2 separate regions of the Mus musculus genome follow, and region 1 is linked to region 2. A link is a contact called in public Micro-C data. All regions are on one chromosome and are shown on one strand. The core of a region is the stretch at or near the end of the contact, and the rest is flanking DNA. Distances in the headings are between cores, read along the strand shown. Region 1 has its middle 26 kb from the start of Oxa1l. Region 2 overlaps Dad1 (defender against cell death 1).

Region 1 (4,614 bases), core at 1,824-4,323, 100 kb before region 2:
TCTGATGTGGGTGCTATGAATGGAACTTTAGTCCTCTGCAGGAACAATACACAGTCATGACCACTGACCTATCTTTCCAGTCTGTTTTATTCTTTCCTAGTTCGTCAGTTTCTACCTTGACTTTTAAAATGGAGACGATGTCAGTTTTATAAGTTCCCACTGGCTATTGAAATGGTTTATGCAGTTACCTTTCCTGGGGGGAAAATTCCCATACCTAGAGGACATATCGTGAGTCTCTTCCCAGGACTTTGTCACTAGAAATAAATGTCTCCCAACCAGGCAGAAACTCTTGACAATTTATAAAGCTGGAAACAAGTGGCTGGGCAAACAATAGAAAGGCACTTCCTTTTCCTCCACCTGATGGCCTTGGTGACGTTAACATTATGAGACCAACAGCCTTTATCTTCCTCCTGGGCCTGGCACTTTCCACCTTATTTATTGGATGCCTTTCTCATCCCCCGGCTGCTGCTGTAATTCTGATAGCTCATATTATTTGTGCCCTGAGTCTAACTCCTGCTGGCTCTAGCTAGTCCTTAAATCCAGCTCACTTGAGCTTTTAGTAATTATCAGGCTCTGATTGTAGAGGAAGGAAGCAAAATGCCTGCAATACCAACGTTGGGCTACATTTCAATTTCTGCCCTGATTTTAATTATTTCTTCCTGTCTGATTGCTTCTGGCTTTGTTTCATTTTTGTAAAGTCTTTTTAATCTTTCTTTCTTTCTTTCTTTCTTTCTTTCTTTCTTTCTTTCTTTCTTTCTTTCTTTCTTTCTTTCTTTCTTTCTCTCTCTCTCTCTCTCTCTCTCTCTCTCTCTCTCTCTCTCTCTCTCTCTCTCTCTCTCTCTCTTTCTTTCTTTCTTGTCTTTTGACACAAGGTTTCTCTGTAGCCTGGGGTGTCCTGGGACTCACTCTGTAGATCAGGCTGGCCTCAAAACTTAGAAATCCATGCGCCTCTGCCCCCAGTGCTGGGATTAAAGGCATGACAGCACTACCCAGCTAGTTTTTAAAGTCTTAAGGCTTAAGTTTTAATTAATTAAGTCCTAAGTCTTAATTCACTTATTTGAGATCTCTCAAACTTTTGAGCTAGGCACTTAGTACCTGTTGTGTGACATTATCCCTGGGGAGATGTAAACAAGAGCTATTCACCCAACAGGAGCTCACAACAGACCAAAGTATGGGTACCATCAAAACCCAACTTAGTGAGCCAATGAGTTATATTGGAGTTACAGGAGCAGAAATGACTCAAAGACATCACCAAAGTCCTCCCCAGACTGCATGATGGGCCATAAAAGCTGGAGGCAACAAGAAGGTGGATCTCATTTTCTCAGTGTGCTAGCCTGTCTCATTTTTATCGGTGATTTGAGATTTCTGATACTCAGAGTTCGTATTCAAAGTGTGTGTTGATTCCTGCTCTTTTGCTGATTTTGTGGTGCTTTCTTAGACCACTTTGGGTGAAAAGCTTGCTATTGATTGTCTCCTGTAGGAGACAACTTTATCCTCCTTGGTCTAAGGGATCCCTTCCAGTGTCCTTTGCAGAGCTGGTGAAGTGTTCATAAATTCCTTAGTCTGTTTTCATTATGGAAAATGTGAATTTCTCCTTCTTCTCTCCTCCCTCCTGTTCTCCTTCTCTTCTCCCTTGTAAACAGCTGACATACACTTACAAGCTATTCTGGCTATAGGGCAGACAATGCCGGGCACAGGAAATGGAACCTGGATGGTGACTGGCTCCTGCCACAAGCCTGTGCTCTTGCTCCGGCTTCCCCACACCCCATCTCCTTCCAACTCAATCCCCTTCTTGCTCCATCTGAACCACTCCTCTCTGGCTTCCCCTATGATGTTGGAGTCAGTGTGGATACTTGGGCCGAGCAGAGTTGCCACTGCCCAGGTTTAAGGGGCAATCATGGTCTTGGTGCTTTCTTCTTATCTATAGGTTCTCTGTAAAGTCTGCATTGGAGCTGAAAAAAGAAGGATCATCTTGAAAGCCGCTCTCCACTGGAGAGCCTGCTTGCCAGTTCTCAGGGCAACTGCCCACCCCCAAGAAGTTATCCTATAGCCAGAATTGAAGGTGTCCCATCTGCCTCGAGGTTCTGCCACATGTTGCTCTGCCGATGACTCTACCTTTCCTGAATCCAAAGCCGCCTTCATTTCGTTTTCTGCCTTCTGTAACATCCACTTGAAGTGACCAGCTCCCCAAGAGTGCACTGTTCTTTGTTAGAGCCTCCTTCAAGGAACCCTTGCTTTCAAATTGGACAGAACAGAACCCTTCAAGTTTGTCTGTATCTTTGTGACTAGCTGCACACTCCATAGGCTGAGATCCTTAAAGATACCATAGGTGTTGTCCTGAATTATGTTAAAAGGAAGATTTCCTGTGTTCGCTGTATAGGGGGACTTTGTGGGCAGCTCCTTCTGGCTTTGGGACCCATGGCCACCAGCACAGTCATCATGCCCTCTGCCACCACTGAAACTGCTGTAGGCTGGACTGTTGGGATCTGGAAGGTAACCACGTATGCCATTTGCAGTCTCAGCTCAATTTTAACAGTTTTATTGGGTACAATGTTGGGAGCCATTTGGTGCTTCTCTTAAGCAGAGATGAGAGAGAGAGAGAGAGAGAGAGAGAGAGAGAGAGAGAGAGACTGCCAGCCAGGCAGAGTCAAGGCAGGTCAGGGTCTGTTGGCAGATTTCCCAGCCTGCTGAGGCAAGGCATGGGACGATAAGAGGAGTTGGACTTGAGGCTCAGGGCTCGTAGCTGAAGATTCTATTGACCTTGGTGGTAGGAACAGGGAGATTTTTTGTGTGAGAACAAATGTTTCGTGAATAATTCAGCAATTGTTTCTGTTAGCTTATGGCTTTGCTTCCCATGGTACTGAAGTATAAGAAGACTATGAGAGATACACTAGGGGCTGGTGTGGTGATGACCTGCAGCCTTCCCATACTGTCTTTTGCATCTTTTTTCTATCTGTCTTATAATAATCTTCACTTCCCCCTCCGAGGGGGGGGGTGACTTTATCCCCGCCAGACCTGTACAGTATAATAGTTAGAACTGGCAAAGAGTCAAAAGCTAAGAATGTCACCAGATAACGTCTGAGGCCTATATCAGAGGTTTCTCCAGTTGGCTGCACAATACCTACCCACTGTACCCACCAATGTATTTAAAGAGTTTTTCATCCCTTAACTATTAAAAACTTCATGAAATAGCTATCCCCTGGGATTGTGGAATTCAGGGTAACCACAATCTGCGACCCGGAGCACGGTCACTTATATTTGATTACAGAATGAATTACGTTTCTTCCCTTTTGAGAGAATGGTGCTTCTTGTATAGACGGGATTTTTTTTGGTTGAAGCTATATTTTCAAAAAAGTCACTAAGGAACCTAAATGAGGGCACAGGACAGTTCCAGGGAGATTACAATGGATAAGCTAAAACTGTAAGGTAGGACATATTTGCTAAGAACCAAGTTAATGTCTCAAGAGTCTTAGGAGATATCTGGGAAAGAAGTGGGGTCCTCCCTCAGGTCTTCAATCTTTGTATTATTCAACATAAACCTGAGAAGCAATAGTCTGCGTCCAGTCTTTACAGTGTATGTCAATTGCTGGAATTCTTGTTCCTCAGCTGGAGGGAGGTTTCAACCAACTCTGGGGGAATGGGCTTCTCTCCCTTTCCATGTTCCCATAATCCCCCTGCTCTTTCCACCCTGCCTCAGAAGCCTTCCCCTGCTCCTTCTGACAGTGCTCACTCAGGCTTCTCCTCTTGTGTGCCTGCTCAGGGATGGCAAGGTCTTGGCTCCTTCTTCAGTCTCCCTGCAGGCCTTCTTTCTCCGTGCTGTAGAAGGAACAAGGTTACATGGTGCTCTAGCTATGTGCATCCAAGAAAGGACCACAGATCATTAAAGCCCAAGATTTTCTCTTATTCAGTCAGAGAGGGGTATTCATTCCACTTGAATAGAGGCATGAAGCTCTTTTTTAGACCAGAGCTGGCTATTTTACAGAAAACAAAGGAGTTATACATTAGCATGGGGTAACTGGCTTTTTCTGGGAGGCTACCTAACAATGACTAGAGACAATGGTGTAATTATAAGCCACACTGTTAAGAGATGCCTAGCTCACACACAGTCTCTGAACAAAATTTCACTATGCTTTGGGAAAGAAATTTAAACTGGCTTGTGGGTCTAATGAGGGACCTGCTTTGTTCTTTCTCTCCCAGTGCTGTGGAAGTGCTTCCGCTTTACCCAGACTCTGGCCTTTGCCAACGCTGTTCCCACAGCCAGGGGCACTTCCCTCCTTTCTTTTGCTTATCTTCTCTGTCTTTGCCTTCATTGCCTACTTCATTCCTCCTGGCTGAACTTCAATTTCTTTTCATCTCCAGGCTGTCCTGGGATCTACTGATGGTGAACTTGCTGCGGCATCCCACCACGCTGCTCCCACTGTGAGCCACTTGCATGTGTGTGAGATCTTGCCTTTGTAGAAATGAGCTAGTTGAGCATTCAAATTATGCTTGTGTTCTGCCTCCTAACATAGGCCATAGCAACATGGTCTTCTTAAACTAATGAGTTATCGAATGTGTGGGTGAAAAACAGCTCTCACCTCAACGTGGCTAAGAAATACTTCATTACAGAGCCAA
Region 2 (4,233 bases), core at 997-3,496:
TCACTCTTTGACGTCCCCTGGATCAGCATTCTTGAGCTGGCAGCTTGTTGCACATGGCTTCTTCAGATTCGTGCTTGACTACGAGTCTCACTGGTTGTGAGGTGGCACGTCCAGAGAACTCCCTTCGCTCTATCGGACCAACTCCACAGTGTACGGCTGTTAACACAGAATCTGCCTCCCCTCACTGTAGCCCTTACTTTCCATATTAAAAACATTTCAGCCTCCAAGTGCCATTCGTTCCTTCATGTTTGTGTGTCCGTTTCCCTCCGCTCAGTGCGCTCTCATGACTTGCTCCCAGCTGTGACTCTTCACCTGTGACCCTTCACCTTTGTTTTCATTAAGTAGTTGTCATTGCTGACAACCTGGAAAATGGCAGTCCTTTGTCCTTTGCTCGGTCAGGCAATCCTTTATTAATCCTTCATTGTCTGGAACGGCACCAGTGAACACTTGTCAGAAACTGACCTGTGTGTTCTTCCTGTTATGTCCGTTTCCATAAGCTTCTGGGAGAGTGAAATACATGTGTGTCTCTTGGGCAGTATAGAACAAGTGCAAAGTGTGTGTGTGTGTGCGTGTGTGTGCGTGTGTGTGTGTGTGTGTGTGGTGAGAGAGAGGTGTGACTGTGACTGCAGGCAGGTGTGTCTGTGTATTGCATTCTGTGTGACTCTGTGTGTACGAGAGGTTGTCTGTGCTGCCTGTGGCATGTGACTGGCGTGTGTGCGCGTGCACGGGTGTTGATTTCTCTCACATTGTTTCCCAAAGCTCCCTCACAAGCCTTGGTCTCACGTCACAGTTGTCTTCAGAGGGTCCAGTTCTCCTGAAGTAGGTCAGGAAATGAAGCTCAGATTTGTGCTTAAGACCATAGGTCTTCACAGGAGATCACTTTAAAGACAAAGCCGGAGTAGAGTAGCGTCTGCTGGCTGAAGTCTAGGCATCCTGTATCCAGTGAGCTCTGTGTCTCTCAGGAGCAGTAAGTTTGCCATATATGGGGAACAGCCCTGTCGTGTTCCCCTGAAGCTGATTACCAAATGACCCGTGCTCCAGAAGCCCTCCCATAGGACTGCACGCTGCCATAGGCTGAGGAACTCACGCTTCTGTTGCCCGGGTCACACTGGATCAAATCAGTCTCGGGTGTAGCTGACTACCCCTATCCTGGATGATTGAGGCTTGCCATTCAGTGGGTAGTCGGCCATTAGTGGTACTGGCCACTGTTGGAGCTGTTGGAAAAGGAGACTCCCAGGCCTTACCCCCAAGCGACAGAAGCAAAGCTTTGCATTTTAACACGGTGCCAGGTGGTGGTGTGCACCCGGAAGTCTGAGATGCCCGCATTTCCAGCTCTGGGTGTATCCTGCAACTACCCGGAAGCTTAACAGAGCTTGAGCCTCTCCATTCTTTATTAGCTCTTTGCTTAGCTAGACATACTCCAGAGTGAGTTAACAAGCCTTTTAGGAATGGTTGGGTTCAATATAATGACAAAACCTGGCAGGGGTCCTGTGGGCCAAGGCCTAGCACTGAGGAGAAGTTCACTAGGATGGCTGAGCGATCAGTGTGCTCGACACTCGTGCAGACATCCTGCAGCTTTCCCCGGAGAAGTGGATGAGGTTTACTTTGGATTCAATAAGCAGATATTTCAGATATGAAAAGCAATCGGACTTTAAGAGCAAAGGAAGACGTCACAACAGTACGCGTGAAGATTTACATTTCTCGCAGTGGCTTAGAGCCACCTGGGCCGGGTACTAGTTTCCAGGCGCAGATCTGCTTTTGTCTCGGGGTTGTGATTTTCCCCTTGGACTAGCCTTGGCGGCAGGCGTAGCTTGTTGTGAGTTTGTACCGTTTACAACAGTACAAACTACTTTCAGGGGTCTTGAGTTCAAATTTGAAAATGCACCATAGGCTTGCTGTAGACTTTAGTTAGCTTGCTCTGTGGCTCTCAGTTCCATACGCACAGAGAGGCTAACCGTGGGTTATTCCTCAACTAGGGAAGGGCCTTCCACAAGGCTCCCCGGGCGGAGGGGTTGGTTTTGCTGACTCAGGTACTGTATGGGCTGAGGGATGGATGTCCTGCTGTTTCCTGCAGCTTCCAGCTCACACCTCCTCTGTGTGTGTGTGTGGGGGGGGGGGTTATTTTTATTTCCTGTGTTCAATCTGTGGGGCTGCAAGCCATTTACCACAACTACTGTACATTGTTCCTTGCTCGGCAGTGGTGGGAAACAGCCCTTTGCACCCTCTGCCTACACACTTCCTGTCACCACGGCATGCAAATGTTCCTCCTGCTTCCTCTCCCGGCAGCCTGCACCTCTGCTCTTTGATCACGTCTGTGATCTTGGCCCACAAAGCGCTCTTGTTATGATTGTTGGAACATACTTGGGGGAAGTGACAGAGATTTGTTCCCTTCTTTGGGAAAGTCAGCAAGCCAGCCAGCATCAGCTAGTTTCCAGCACCTGGAAGCTACTAGCTCAGTTGTAGTTCTGGTGGGTTGTGGACTGGAAGTCTAGGCTAGTGTTTGGGTGCCTCATGACTTAAGATTTATCTTAGGGTTTTCATTGCTGTGATAAAACGCCATGGGGTGGGGTGGGGGGTGGAAGCCCCATGGGAGGAAAGGGTTTGTTTCAGTTTACAGCTGAAATCCATCAGTCGGGGAATCGGGGAAGTCGGGGCAGGAATGCAAGGCAGGAGCTGATGCTCAAACCAGGGGTGAAAGCTGCCTGCTGCCTTACAATACCTTGCTCAGCCTGCTTTCTTATAGCAGGGCCAGCTTGCTCAGGGTGGCACCACCTACAATGGGTTGGGCTTTCCCTCATCAGTTACTAAGAAAATGCCCCCACAGGCTTGCCCATCAATCTGAGGGGGACTTTTTTCAATTGACATCCCTTTTCCCAAATGATTCCAGACTGTCAAACTGACATGAGAACTAGCCAGTATAAGACGATAGCTAATTAAAAAAAAAAAAAATTTTTTTTTCCCCTGGGTATGTGTGGTCCTTTACCTTGAATAAGAACTTTAGTGAGAAAGAAAAAAATGAGAATTTCTGTCAGACTAGACAGAAATATTTTACTTACTTAATTTTGAATTTATAAGTCTGAGCACACATTTTTTTTTTTCCTAATGTGGGCAGCCCGGTATTGTGGAATGTGCTTTGCATGATGTAAAGTGTTGAATTGAGACTGTGTTCCGCTACATATTGTCTTTTGAACCTTAGAGGACCCTCTGTCTGTACAATTCTGTAAATAATTAATTAGGCGCCTGGGCTGTGCCCAGTAGGCATGGGCTATAAAGATAAGAAGCAGCCTCGCTGTCTAGGGGGTGAGTAAACCCACTTATGCCCTGTGTGTCTCGCACAGTATCAAGTGCCTGTTCCCGTCTGCTGTTGAAGTTCTATGATCCCGTGAGGTTCTCTAATCTCACAGGGATGTAGTCTCCTTTCTCCAAGTGGGGAGGTGGAGCGTTGGGTTGCCAGTGTTAGGATGTGAATCTTCTTTCTGACTCAAAGCATTTATTTGCTTTGGATGAGCTAATGACTAATGAGTCTGGGAGCGGTGATGCTTCACGCATCAGCTACAGATTCACTGGCCCTCATGGAAGGCAGCAGAACTGGCATCTCTCACATGATGCTTCCTCCCTCAGCACCATATCCAGCCGGACGGGGTCTTGCCACGGACCTCGCTGGCCAGTGGGAGGAGAGAGGTCTCACTAGGGACCCATTCTTGCTGCTCTCACAGGGATGGACCACTTTGCTTTAAAAAATTAAATATTGCCGGGCGTGGTGGCGCACGCCTTTATTCCCAGCACTCGGGAGGCAGAGGCAGGCGGATTTCTGAGTTCGAGGCCAGCCTGGTCTACAGAGTGAGTTTCAGGACAGCCAGGGCTACACAGAGAAACCCTGCCTGGAAAAAAAAAAAAGAAAGAAAAAAAATTATGTCATTTCCCCCTTCCCTCCTTCTCCCTCTCATCTACTTCCCTCCTCCCAATACTTTCTCAAATTCATGGCCTCTGGCCTTTTTAATTGTGATAGGTGTGTGTATGTTTATGCACACACACACACACACACACACACACACACACACACACACTTATGATTTCAGAGCTGACCATCTGGTGTTGGATAGCTGGTTGGGGGGCTTCTCCCTGGGGAAGAATGTTTCCCACTGTCAGTGTTGCTTGGCTGCTGCGCTCCTTGTTTAGGGTTGGAGAATCCCCCCTCACATTTCTAAGACGCAATCTCAGAGCACACTTCCT

Evidence for each region. A called contact is a pair of places that touch in the nucleus more often than the background predicts.
Region 1: a Micro-C map of the G1E-ER4 cell line shows a contact between it and region 2, with 5 times the contacts expected there. The contact joins two enhancer-like sites. A contact is called at or near these places in 8 of 15 datasets of contacts at CTCF or cohesin (CD8 T cells, the G1E-ER4 cell line, embryonic stem cells and 4 more), 108 of 484 Hi-C or Micro-C datasets (the 63-12 cell line, 8-cell embryo, B cells and 55 more), 34 of 115 datasets of contacts at active chromatin or transcription factors (CD4 single positive thymocytes, CD8 T cells, DN3 thymocytes and 17 more) and 1 of 9 other capture datasets (embryonic stem cells).

The regions. Positions count from the first base shown.
Region 1 is chr14:54,332,075-54,336,688 of GRCm38.p6, reverse strand. It overlaps the pseudogene Gm3945. Among named protein-coding and RNA genes, the nearest start is that of Oxa1l, 26 kb to the left of the region's middle. Within about 2 kb of position 3,073, at least 49 of the 459 cell types and tissues checked have an H3K27ac peak or open chromatin away from gene starts, as enhancers often do. A contact at or near this core is called in the G1E-ER4 cell line, where this site is marked.
Region 2 is chr14:54,231,479-54,235,711 of GRCm38.p6, reverse strand. Dad1 (defender against cell death 1) reads left to right here. Exons shown (of 3, transcript NM_001113358.1): 3 at 1-227. Among named protein-coding and RNA genes, the nearest start is that of Dad1, 20 kb to the left of the region's middle. Within about 2 kb of position 2,246, at least 138 of the 459 cell types and tissues checked have an H3K27ac peak or open chromatin away from gene starts, as enhancers often do. A contact at or near this core is called in the G1E-ER4 cell line, where this site is marked.